Linked DNA regions of Zea mays: region 2 is linked to region 1. Evidence: chromatin contacts called from public Hi-C data. All regions are on one chromosome and are shown on one strand. Each heading gives the region's core, a stretch centred on a gene start, on an enhancer-like site or on the middle of the called end of the contact. The rest is flanking DNA. Distances are from core to core; before and after follow the strand shown.

What was found. A called contact is a pair of places that touch in the nucleus more often than the background predicts.
Region 2: a contact with region 1 is called in a Hi-C map of ear, with 2.5 times the contacts expected there. The contact joins the promoter of LOC100285650 here to the promoter of LOC100217066 in region 1. A contact is called at or near these places in 3 of 25 Hi-C or Micro-C datasets (bundle sheath, ear and leaf mesophyll).

Annotation. Positions count from the first base shown.
Region 1 is chr3:57,618,784-57,624,380 of Zm-B73-REFERENCE-NAM-5.0, forward strand. LOC100217066 (alpha/beta-Hydrolases superfamily protein) reads left to right here and starts at 2,394. Exons shown (of 8, transcript NM_001279729.2): 1 at 2,394-2,724; 2 at 2,950-3,013; 3 at 3,193-3,225. The coding sequence starts at 2,704. LOC100193278 reads left to right here. Exons shown (of 14, transcript NM_001317190.1): 9 at 549-712; 10 at 898-969; 11 at 1,065-1,181; 12 at 1,256-1,351; 13 at 1,436-1,557; 14 at 1,736-2,133. The coding sequence ends at 1,784.
Region 2 is chr3:58,579,594-58,585,190 of Zm-B73-REFERENCE-NAM-5.0, forward strand. It overlaps LOC100285650 (carboxylic ester hydrolase), which reads left to right and starts at 2,998. Exons shown (of 11, transcript NM_001158541.1): 1 at 2,998-3,327; 2 at 3,712-3,794; 3 at 3,959-4,088; 4 at 4,193-4,266; 5 at 4,406-4,492; 6 at 4,577-4,704; 7 at 4,818-4,932; 8 at 5,005-5,082; 9 at 5,147-5,252; 10 at 5,356-5,507; 11 at 5,581-5,597. The coding sequence starts at 3,117.

The DNA of each region.
Region 1 (5,597 bases), core at 1,144-3,643:
AGTGGTCGTGTCTTGTGTGTGGCACATATGTAATCTACAGTGGTGTGGAGGGAGGGGACTTTCAAGCCTCCCTCTCATGTTTTGTTTTTTTTCTTCTACCTTAATGAAATGATACGCAGTTCTCCTATTTGCAAACACTATAAAATTTGCCGTAAATGGTAAAAATCATGAGGCCAATCTATAGTGTATGGGGGTGCAAAAGGCCTTAGAAGCATTTGGCCATGATTATGTTGTTAGGCCGCTCGTTGATTTTTTTTTTGTTTTTGGCACTTTTTTCTCTTTTTTTTTGGAGCCTGACCTAATGGCCTTGTATGAGTCTTCTTATCTGATTTTTTTTTTAGTATAATGATGTGCAGCTCTCTTACAGCTTGAGGAAAAAAATAAGTTGTAAAAATTCATGACTGCAGCATATTCCTTTGAGATCTCATCATGTCAACACCTTCTGGGCACTAATAAACTCATGTTGTGTTTTTCTTTTCCTTTTTTCTTGTTTTCCTTATTGTTTTGGTATCTTTACTTTTATCATCTATGTATGCTTGGATTTGTAGGTGGAATGCTGTTGGGAAGAACTCTTTCGATTCTGCTAACTATGACCATTGGTACATCAATGGCTGCTCGGCAAGGCCCAACAGCGATGGCTGCTCATCAGATTTGTTTGCAAGTATGGCTTGCTGTATCCTTGCTTGCAGATGCATTAGCTGTTTCTGCCCAGGTATGTATGTTGCGTTCTGGAAGTCATCTGGCTGTTAAAATTGGTTTCCCTGAACTCTGCTGGTCAACTATACTGCAGGCAGAGCCTGCAAACTTCTAGAACGTACTATTATGTACCCTGAGATTGTTCCTAGCTCGTTGGTCTATCAGATGTTACAGTCCAACTAACTTTTCTTCCTCTTTTAGGCGCTGATAGCAAGCTCTTATGCAATATTGGACTACAAAAAAGTTCAAAAGACAGCAATGTTTGCGTTGCAGGTGAAATGTATTTCGCTTCATTCTATTTAAAGTTTAATCTATGCATACGGATGCACGTTTTCACTATTTTTTTTGTATGCTTTTCTCTCTTCCAGATAGGAGTGTTTAGTGGGTTAGCTTTGGCCATTGGATTGTATGCCTCATTTGGCAATATAGCTAGACTGTTTACCAGTGACCCAGAGGTCCTAACGGTTGTCAAATCTTGTGCACTGGTAAATCCTCCAACGTTATGTTAATTTCTATGTCCTCTATGTCTTTTTTTTCCTAATGTTAACTTTCGTTTCAGTTTGTCTGTGCCAGTCAGCCAATTAATGCCCTGGCCTTCATCTTTGACGGTCTACATTATGGTGTATCAGATTTTGAATATGTGGCTCAAGCTACTGTATGTTTACTAGCCCTCCAGCTTTTTCATATCCTTTTTTGTTTTGTTTTTTGTTTATTCATTTCTCGATTTTTCTTTCTATAGATCGTGGTGGGTGTTACGTCTTCACTCGTCCTGTTATGGGCTCCGTCTGTATTCGGCCTGGCTGGAGTTTGGGCTGGTTTGACTACACTCATGGGGTTGCGTATGGCTGCAGGCATCCTGAGGTGATTCTGTTTGTTAATTCTTCCTTGTACCTCGCACAATGCATTTGTGATCCTGCATTTGTTTCTATTCTATTTTATAACAAAGGAAATCGTATTATGATGTTCTGTAATCATAGGCACGTAACTTTCTCCTGCTCTGATATTAATTAGTGAACTCACTCGGAAAAAAAACACTCAGGTTGCTACAGAAAGCGGGCCCTTGGTCGTTTCTGCACGAGGAGCCATAAGCTGAGGTGTATCAACTACCAGCCTGCGCAGTTTGGAGCTGCTAACTTACTGCTGGGAGTTTACATCACTGCAAAGATTATCCGAGTGTCATGGAGGACTCGCTGAAGATGTTACCCCTGTTACTCCTCCGGCTCAGAACAAAATCTGACTTCATTGCATTTCTTAAAATCAGTCTGCTAGATGGCATGGTTTGGTTTGGATTGGTTTGGTGAAGGCGTGAGGCCCATCTGAACATCGGTGCGGCCTCTATTTTTTTTTGGCGAACTCCTTTGTATGCTATAGCAGCTGTGCAGTTTCTGTAGAAGAAAAGATACAAGGATCATTTATAGCATCGATATATGATGTATGCAACTCCTCTGAATTGTACTCGGTGTAAATTATTTTAGAACCGTTTTGTTGATTAGGTACTACGTGCATCTTCCATACCTTGCTTGCATACACGCGTGTGAATAGCAGATTACCAGCCTAGCAGTAGCAGACAAACAAGTGCTCCGAACCGTACGGTTCGGTCGGCCTGGGCCCTGGGGTCCGAATAAATGACTGGCACAGAGCATCCAGACAGCCCAATGCAATGCAATGCAATGCAATGCAAATCCCCTAGGTCTCGTGCGTGATCTCGTCTAGAAGCCCGGCCGCTGCCGACTCCCACTCCCACCCCCCAGGAGGCCAGGACAGGAACGGAGGTGCGGCCGCGTTCCCAAGTCCCAATCCAAAGCGGCGGGGGGTCCCGCGCTCGTTAATTCCCTTGCCGTATCCCCAACTATCTCGCCTCACCGTCGCCTCTCGCCGCCTGCCTCGCTTCTTCTTCGCTCACACCACGTACGATACGAGCCTCACCAGCGCCGGCGCTGTAGTGTGCAGCCCTCCTCCTGGATCTCTGCACCCTTCGGCGGCCACGCCTCGCGCGCGCGCGCGGACATGGAGGTCGAATACCACGAGGTGAGAGGAGTTCGATCGGTCTGCTCCGCGCAATGCGGCGGGCGAAGACTTATCTTCTCCTTATTTTCCGGCGCCGGCCGGGCCTTGGATCGTCCTTGCTGATCATCTCCGTTTCGGTGCGCTTCTTCTTCTTCCTCCTCCTCCTCCTTCGGTCGCGGAAACGCCATGGATGGATGGATTGGGACGGGCTAGCAGGAGTACGTGCGGAGCTCGAGAGGCGTGCAGCTCTTCACCTGCGGCTGGCTGCCCGCTGCCGCATCGCCCAAGGCGCTCGTCTTCCTCTGCCACGGTAGTAATCAAGCCACACCGCTGCAGGCTGCTGCACTGCACGCGTTGTTGAGCTTAGCTGTTTCCTGTTTCAGTTACTACTATACCTGTTATCTTTCCATTGCGTTGGTGTCGTTTCTCATTAACAGCTCTTTCGGTTACTACTCGTTCTCATTGCGTTGGTGTCGTTTCTCGCCGCAGGCTACGGCATGGAGTGCAGTGGCTTCATGAGAGGTACGTACGTACCATCTGCTCCATCTACTTTGGTGTTGCGTTTTCTTTTGCTTCCTTTCTTTTTAATCTCCATTTTTTTGGATAAAAATGGCAGAAAGATCAGTATATACGTGCACATTTTTTTTCTCTGAGAAAGTTATTATATCATAAAAGAAAGTAGTCGTACATGCGTCGCCCTTTGTATTCAATTCTCTGCCTTTGTAGGCAATTGATGAGCGTAGTACTAGTAGCTATTCCAACGCAGTAACAAGCTTGAAATACCGTAACGACATTGGTAGATATATACTGCAGAAACGGCCGCTGTTGTGTTAGCTACTTTCAGACTTTGTCTGCAACGGTGGAGAAGAATAAAAATAGTAATTTATCTTATTACTAGTATTTAGGGGGCGTTTGGTTTCTAGGGACTAATGTTTAGTCACTTCATTTTGTTCCATTTTAGTATATAAATTGACAAATATAGAAACTAAAATAGAGTTTTAATTTCTATATTTGATAATTTTGTAACTAAAGTGGAATAAAATGTAGGGACTAAAAATTAGTCCCTAGAAACCAAACACCCCCTTAGTCCTACACGTAGTATACTCCTTGGTCCTACATATAGTATACTCAGTTTCTTAGAATACGTGAAATCTTTTGTCTATTTGGTCGTAGCTAGATATTTTCGTTTTTCCCACATTTTCATTTTCTATCGGTATAGAAAGAGAGTGAATCTAGCTAGTGAAATAACTAGCCATTAGTGTAAATATAGTGATTTAATGCCATCCCGGTCCTGCGCGGCGAGAAGTATCCATGGTGCAAGTACCCCTGCTACCTGAAAGGGAAGACAATATGAGCAGTTACTACGACTCGACAGTGCCGCTGCGCCTCCGCATTCAAAACGCCGTCCCGGGTAGGTCGTCTCGATTCAAAGCACCGCTCCTCCGATCCTACCTAATCGTTTGGCTCGTCTTCTTCACCTTCGTCATTCATGCATGGCTAATAGTACTTAATAGTACGTGAGAGACGGGTGACAGATGTCTAGATCCGACTGTTTAGACTGATGCAACTGACAAACACCGTAGAAATAGTTAGAAGTTCATACGGATTAAATAATCCAAGCGAATAGCCTCGTGTTCCTGGTTAGGTTCGCAGCTTCGGAACGGCTGTTCATCGTCTTGTCAAGCTCTCCTCATTAATTAATTGCCTTACAGATAAAAACTAACGAGTGGCTGAAAACTACATGCTGCTCGCATGTACGCTTTGGCATACGTATCACGTCCTGATCGATCTGATGCTTGCTTTCTTCTAGCCGCCGGAGCTTTCGCCGGCCGCTTTCCCCCATCTAGCTAGCTAGTAGACTGTATAGACGTTGGTGTTGTTGATGACCCACCAAACCTACATGCATCCGGCCTCTAGCAACCTACCTACCAAACTAGCTAGGGCAGTCAGTCCCTGTCAAAGATCTAGACCCAAACCAAGACCGTTTATTTTCTTTACTCGCCGATCGCCGCCGCTGATTGGAACACGACCACCGTACGTACCGATCGTCGGCGAGAGGGGACGCTTGGACCGGTGAGCTGCCCCCGACCAACCACCCACCACCGGCCGGCCGGGTTGCCATCACCCCCGCAATAAGCGGCGCCTGCTCCTTCGTTCGTGTGTACTTTGGATCCCGTTTCGCGGGTTGTGCAGGCGCTATATGAGAGAGCACAGCGGTTGTCAGTGGTCACTACTCACCATCAGTACTCGTCCTCTTAGTTATGTTTTCAGATGTACATATGTACTCTTTAGTGCTAGTTTGATAACCTCATTTTTAAGAAATTTTTATTTTCTCAAAGTAAATTAGTTTATTTTCAGAAATCTATTAAAAAAATAGAGTTTCTAAACTCATTTTTCTAACATCCCATTTGGATCCTCGGAATTGAATTTCATTATAATAATAGTAATTTAGAATAAAATCAATTAAGTTAATATGGTTTTATGTGAAATATGTTTCTATATTATTATTAGCAATATGCGGAGTGAGCCGAAGAGTGTCTTATAAGTTGTGGATTATAAAATATATTCGTTGATACATAAAATCATTTTCCATGTTCTACCCCATAAATTTAAGATAGGTTTATATTTTAAATTTGGAAAATGGTGGAATGTGAAATTCCAAGCAAAATAGACTTCTTTATTAAGTAAATCCAATTTCTCCAAAATGAATAGATCCAAACTGCCCGTAAAGGTTTTTCTTTTTCCAAGGAAAATTAGTTCATTTTCCCTTAAAAAAATAGAAATCTCTTGAGAAAATATAGTTGCCAAACTAGCCCTTAGTTTAGTCCTCATTTTTCGGATGGATTTTGCTGATACATGAAACTAAGTAGGACCGACGTATTACTTGGTAGGAG
Region 2 (5,597 bases), core at 1,748-4,247, 960 kb after region 1:
TTCAAATGTCGGGTTGGGTCAAGATCAGGTCGTGGATCAGATATCAGGGCTCGTACCCAACACGCGCCTAGTGTTAGGTCATCCCATTCCTTCTTGTTTGATGTGACAGGTCGGGGGTTTTCAGGTTGGGTTGGGTTTTTTTTATGAGTCGAGTTTTTTCGGGTTGGGTCAGATTTTGGGTCAAAAATCATAGCACGTGTCCGGCACGTGAATTATTGCGGGTCGAAAATTATGATCCATACCCGACCGTTGCATTGGTCAGGTCAGATTAGTCAGGTCGGTTGACCCATAATCAGGTTTAGTGTCCACTGAAAGGAACCTCGACGGCAATGGTGCTCGCGGTAACGGTGACTCGAGTACAACTGACCGGCGGTGAGGGCAGTGCGAGGCGAGGAGGAACCACGCTATTACCTCTACATTCACCTACATCAACATCACTCACTCCTAATAGTTGGTGTGCATATAGAAAACCGAGTCGTAGCAGTAAATGTCTCCATGATGGGCCGGGGCGATGGATCATAATCTCGTAGTGTTTTCCATGTGGCGCTGGTAAGGGAAAGACGTGGTGACCTTATCACCGTCCAACGTTCACCGCTAGGGAAGCAGTGTGACGATCCATCCTTGGCTCGTAGTCTCGTACGACATCGATATTAGATGTCAGGCGGAACGCTTCTTTGACAATGATCGGAGCTCCGGTGAAGGTGAACCGATCACCGTAAACTCTTAAGACCGCGATTAACTCTTTGTAATCTTTGGTGTTATACAACCACAAATATTTTTCTTTTTATATTAGATTTCTATACTATATTTAAAGCACTAGTTTCAACGGTCGTCCCGCGTCATTTTTTTACCGATAACGCCTCACAACTATTTCAAATTAATGCGTTGCAGTCTATAGATGGCCAAACAGCGGCCTGGCCGGACCAGACGCCCGCGGGCCACAACTCTGGCCTAGGCACGTCATACCGGCCTGCTAACTGTGCCGAGCCAGCCCGTTAGCCCGGCGGCCCATTTTATTTAATCAGCGTAAAATGTCATCATTTTACAAATAACCTGTCACAGCTATTTCAAATTAATTCGTTGCACGCCTATAGATGGCCAAACGGCGGCCCGGTCGGGCCAGACACCCTCGGGCCACAACTCTAGCCCAGGCACGTTTAGAGATGGCAATGGGTACCCGTGACCCGATACCTGATGGGTATTTACTCCCTTAGGGTATGTATCTGGGATAAATATTCTACACGTGGGTCTGTTATTGGGCAAAAATCTTCACCCAATGGGTAAACGAGTATTAGAACGTTCTGCCTTCACCCATACCCGTTAACCCGTTGGTATAAAATACTCAATATAAAATTAGCTCATGCATGAACTTTGACTTTAGTCATCCATTTTTTTACTATTTAACAACCTTTTAGGTCATAATGTCATAGAAGGCTTAACGACAATTTAATGACCATGTAATGGAACATGTAATATACTATGTAGTACTATCTTAGTGTTACTACTTTATCCAATTATCTTTGGTATGTTGAATGAATGGTTATATGATGCTACAAATTTTGTAATGTTATTTAGATGGATATACTTGATATTTGTATCATTTTGATAGAGCTTTTGTGGGTACGGGCGACCATACCCACATGGGTATGGGTATGGGGGTAAATCCATACCCGTATATGGGTGACTCGATGTGGTTATTTTTGTGTCGTGGTATGGGGTAGTAATATCCGGTGGGTATTTACCCATTGCCATATCTAGGCACGTCATGCCGGCCTGCTGACTGTGCCAATCCAGCCTATTAGCTTGTTGTAAGAAAGGCGGGAGACATTGGATGAAGATGTCTAACCAGTAGAATATCATGCTTATATGTTTTTAATATTGAATATAAATTGTATATATATGTATATATGTTTTTTGTAAAATAAAAAAATGTAATCGTGTCGGGCCGGGCCAGCACTACGGGCCGAGGCTACAACCCAAGCACAGCACGACGTTCTTGGCTCTTGCAAGCATTAGGTCGTTTCTGAGACCATATTGACGCAATGGACTCCATGGTGTTTGAGGTTGCTGAATTGGATGGAGCAACAATGATTTGTCACACTAACAGTAAAACGAAAGGTTATTTGTTGATTTTAAACGTTAATAATTGCTACGAAGTAGCATAATTTATATGGAGCGCATCCAGTTTTTATTTATGCCTGACTTAGCAATAATCACTCTATATTTTGATCCATCTTTTTTATAAGTTTGAGTTCATGTGACTTATTTTAAAAACTTGAGCTCACAAACTTTCTCTTATTTGGTCTATGTATAGTGGAATTATGTCATTTTATAATCTCTGTTCGTTCACTTAATCGTTGTGAACTCTCTTCTAATCGCTCACTTCATTGGACGTGTTGTACCATGACATATTGTATAGAGTAAACAATAACATCAGTTAGCTAAATCAAAAATGTTATACGGAGAGCAGAGACAATCAATAAAAAATCTTAATTTTTTTTGTGGATAATTTATGTGGATATTGTTGTAAGTCATCGCAACGCACGGGCAACTGACTAGTATATATTTATATACATCTCGACGCTAAAAACTAGAAAAAAAAAGGAAAGAATGTGTTCGAGAGGATAACTTTGTAAGTCGGGCTCAATATATATTATCTCTATAACAAAAAAAAACGAGACGGAATATAAGATAATATGCTTTGGCATAGTCTGACACACGACGGGCATATGTTGCTCTACCCGCCCAAGAATCTCTCTTCTTTAACCTGTTGCTGCACTCCACATCTCACTGGCAAACTGAGACGGCCTACATGTTCATGTGCTGCGATGCAAATACCAAATTTTTTGGCTGGCTGGCGCAGGTCTCGAAACTAGCAGCGTGGTATTGACTTGTCGGTCTCCTCAGCTGATTCCCTGGCGAGTGCTCTGCAATGGGTGGAGTGCTAGGCACGCACATCACATGCCCATCCACCTCTTGCTTCGCGTGCGCTAATATATATATTCACCTGAGCCAGGTCGCTGTTTCATCATCGTGCTTGACTGCAGTCTGCAGGGGGTGTGGCCGCGCTGCAGCCTGCCTGTCAATCTCGATCGATCAAGGGGTGGCGTGCCGAGATGGCGGACCGGCCGTCGCTTCCTGCTCTCATTATTGCTATCGCCGTTCTTGCTGGCAGTTACTGCCGCGTGGCGAGCTCGGCCTCGCCGGCGGTGGAAGATGAGCTGCGCGGTGGAGGAGGAGCCGGCGGTCCGACGACGATGCGGCGGCGCGCGGCGTCGGTGATGGTGCCCATCACCATCCTCAAGTCCGCTGTTAGCGACGGAGCTGGTACGCACATATGCTGCTGCATTTTTTGTTCACTCTCATCTTGGGAACTGAGAGAGATAGAGGTCTGGATGTTCAAGTCATCTCGCTGCCATCTGAATTGGTTGCTATAGTTGCTGTGCGCGTGCCGCGCCGGATACGATTGCGACCCGCATTTTTTTTTCTTTTGGGTCGGTGGGGCGCAACGCAAGGCGCCCTCTAGCTAGTTTAGTTGGTAGTTTTAAGGTTCAGACTTTCAGTAGTATTGCTACTGGTGTTCACTTGTCAAGTTCAGTATATTGCTTCCGGTAAACAATGGTACTGCCAGCTTTGCCCAAATTAACAAACAAAGAGCGTTTTTAGAACTAAAGATATATCACACATGTTATATATATGGTACACACGCAGTGTGCATGGATGGAACGCCACCTGCTTACCACTTGGATCCTGGCTCCGGAGCGGGCAGCAGAAGCTGGATTGTGAACTTAGAGGTCAGTTAACATCGTCTATGCTACCATTTGAAATTCGAAAGCACATATTAGTAAGGACTCCCGCTTTTTATCTTGGCCCTTGCTTAAACTTGTACACATGATTCATGTCGTTCCTATTTTAATGTACATTATTATTACACATATGCGCGCGCACACACACACAGGGAGGTGCGTGGTGCAACAGCGCCAAGACATGCCGGCTCACCAGGAGCTCCGGCCGTGGCTCGTCGGACCACATGGACAAAGAGATCCCCTTCACCGGCATCATGAGCAGTAGCCGTGCCGTGAATCCTGGTCTCGCCCGATTCTAGTTTGTCCACCCGTAGTTCCACTTCCACACCCTCATATATCCGTCCATGTCCATATCGCTCATCTCGTCGTCGTCGTCTCCGGCGCAGATTTCTACAACTGGAACCGGGTCAAGGTTCGCTACTGTGACGGTGGATCTTTTGCCGGCGAGGCCTTCGACAAGGTGCACGCACATATGTATCCAGAGTGCATCTTACAAGTTTGCAGGCATTTTTATTTCGCCGTATTTGTAAGTAGAGCCCCAGGTACGTAGTACCTATAACTATAACGAGTCGTGTCGTTCTGCTTGGGGTGAACTACAGGACACTGGGATCTACTTCCGAGGGCAGCGCATCTGGAACGCGGTCATCCGGCACCTCCTCTCCATTGGGATGGCCAACGCTGACCAGGTGACCTTTCCTTTCTCGGTTCATATTCGCCGACCGACTGTCATGCTGACCTGTTCATTGCACTCTGATCGATGGGTTCTGCAGGTGCTGCTCGCCGGCTGCTCCTCGGGCGGTCTGGCGGTGATACTGCACTGCGACCAGCTCCGCGCCTTCTTCCCGTCCGGCTCCACCGTCGTCAAGTGCATCTCCGACGGCGGCCTCTACCTCGACGCGTGCGTACCTGTGCGCTGTGCTTTGAACCTTCCTTCCTTCCGTGCTCGCTCGCTCCGCGTGGGCATGCAATGCAACTGAACTGACAGCAGGATCTTTGCCACCATAACCGCAGCGTGGACGTCTCCGGGGGCCGCAGCCTGAGATCCTACTTCGGAGACATTGTGGCCATGCAAGGAATAGCTCAGAACCTGCCGCCGGCTTGCACCGCCCGCCTCGACGCCACCTCGGTGATCTCCTATTTCACTTCACACACAGTCGTTGTCGATTAATTGGGCTAGTCGGTGATTGTGGGCGTGCAGTGCTTCTTCCCGCAGAACATAATCGACGGCGTTAAAACCCCACTGTTCCTGCTAAATGCCGCATACGACTTCATTCAGGTGAACGTTAATTTTTCTCGCTGTATGGAGCAGACGCCCTAATTAGCATGCGTTGGTCCCCCAGATTGTGCTCAGCCTGGCGCCAGACAGAGCTGACCCAAGCGGCGCTTGGCGAGCCTGCAAGTCCAACCGCACGGCCTGCAGCGCATCCCAGATGAGTTTCCTGCAAGGTTAAATTAACTGCGTATCCATATGTTTAAGTTCATTTTTCATCAGGAAATGATCTGAATGACCGAAGCGCTGTGATGCGTATTCATATATATACAAGTGCAGATTTCAGGGACCAGATGGTAGCGTCCGTCAAAGGCTTCTCCGGTTCCAGGAGCAACGGGGTCTTCCTAAGCTCCTGCTTCGCGCACTGCCAGTCCGAGCAGCTGGGCACCTGGAACACCAAACCAGGTGGCTCCCCCACCATTCAAAACAAGGTAAAAAACAATCCACAACACACCTGGAACATCAAACTGTTGGATACTCATGTGTTCTGATGTTCGTGCACAGGGGATTTCAAAATCCGT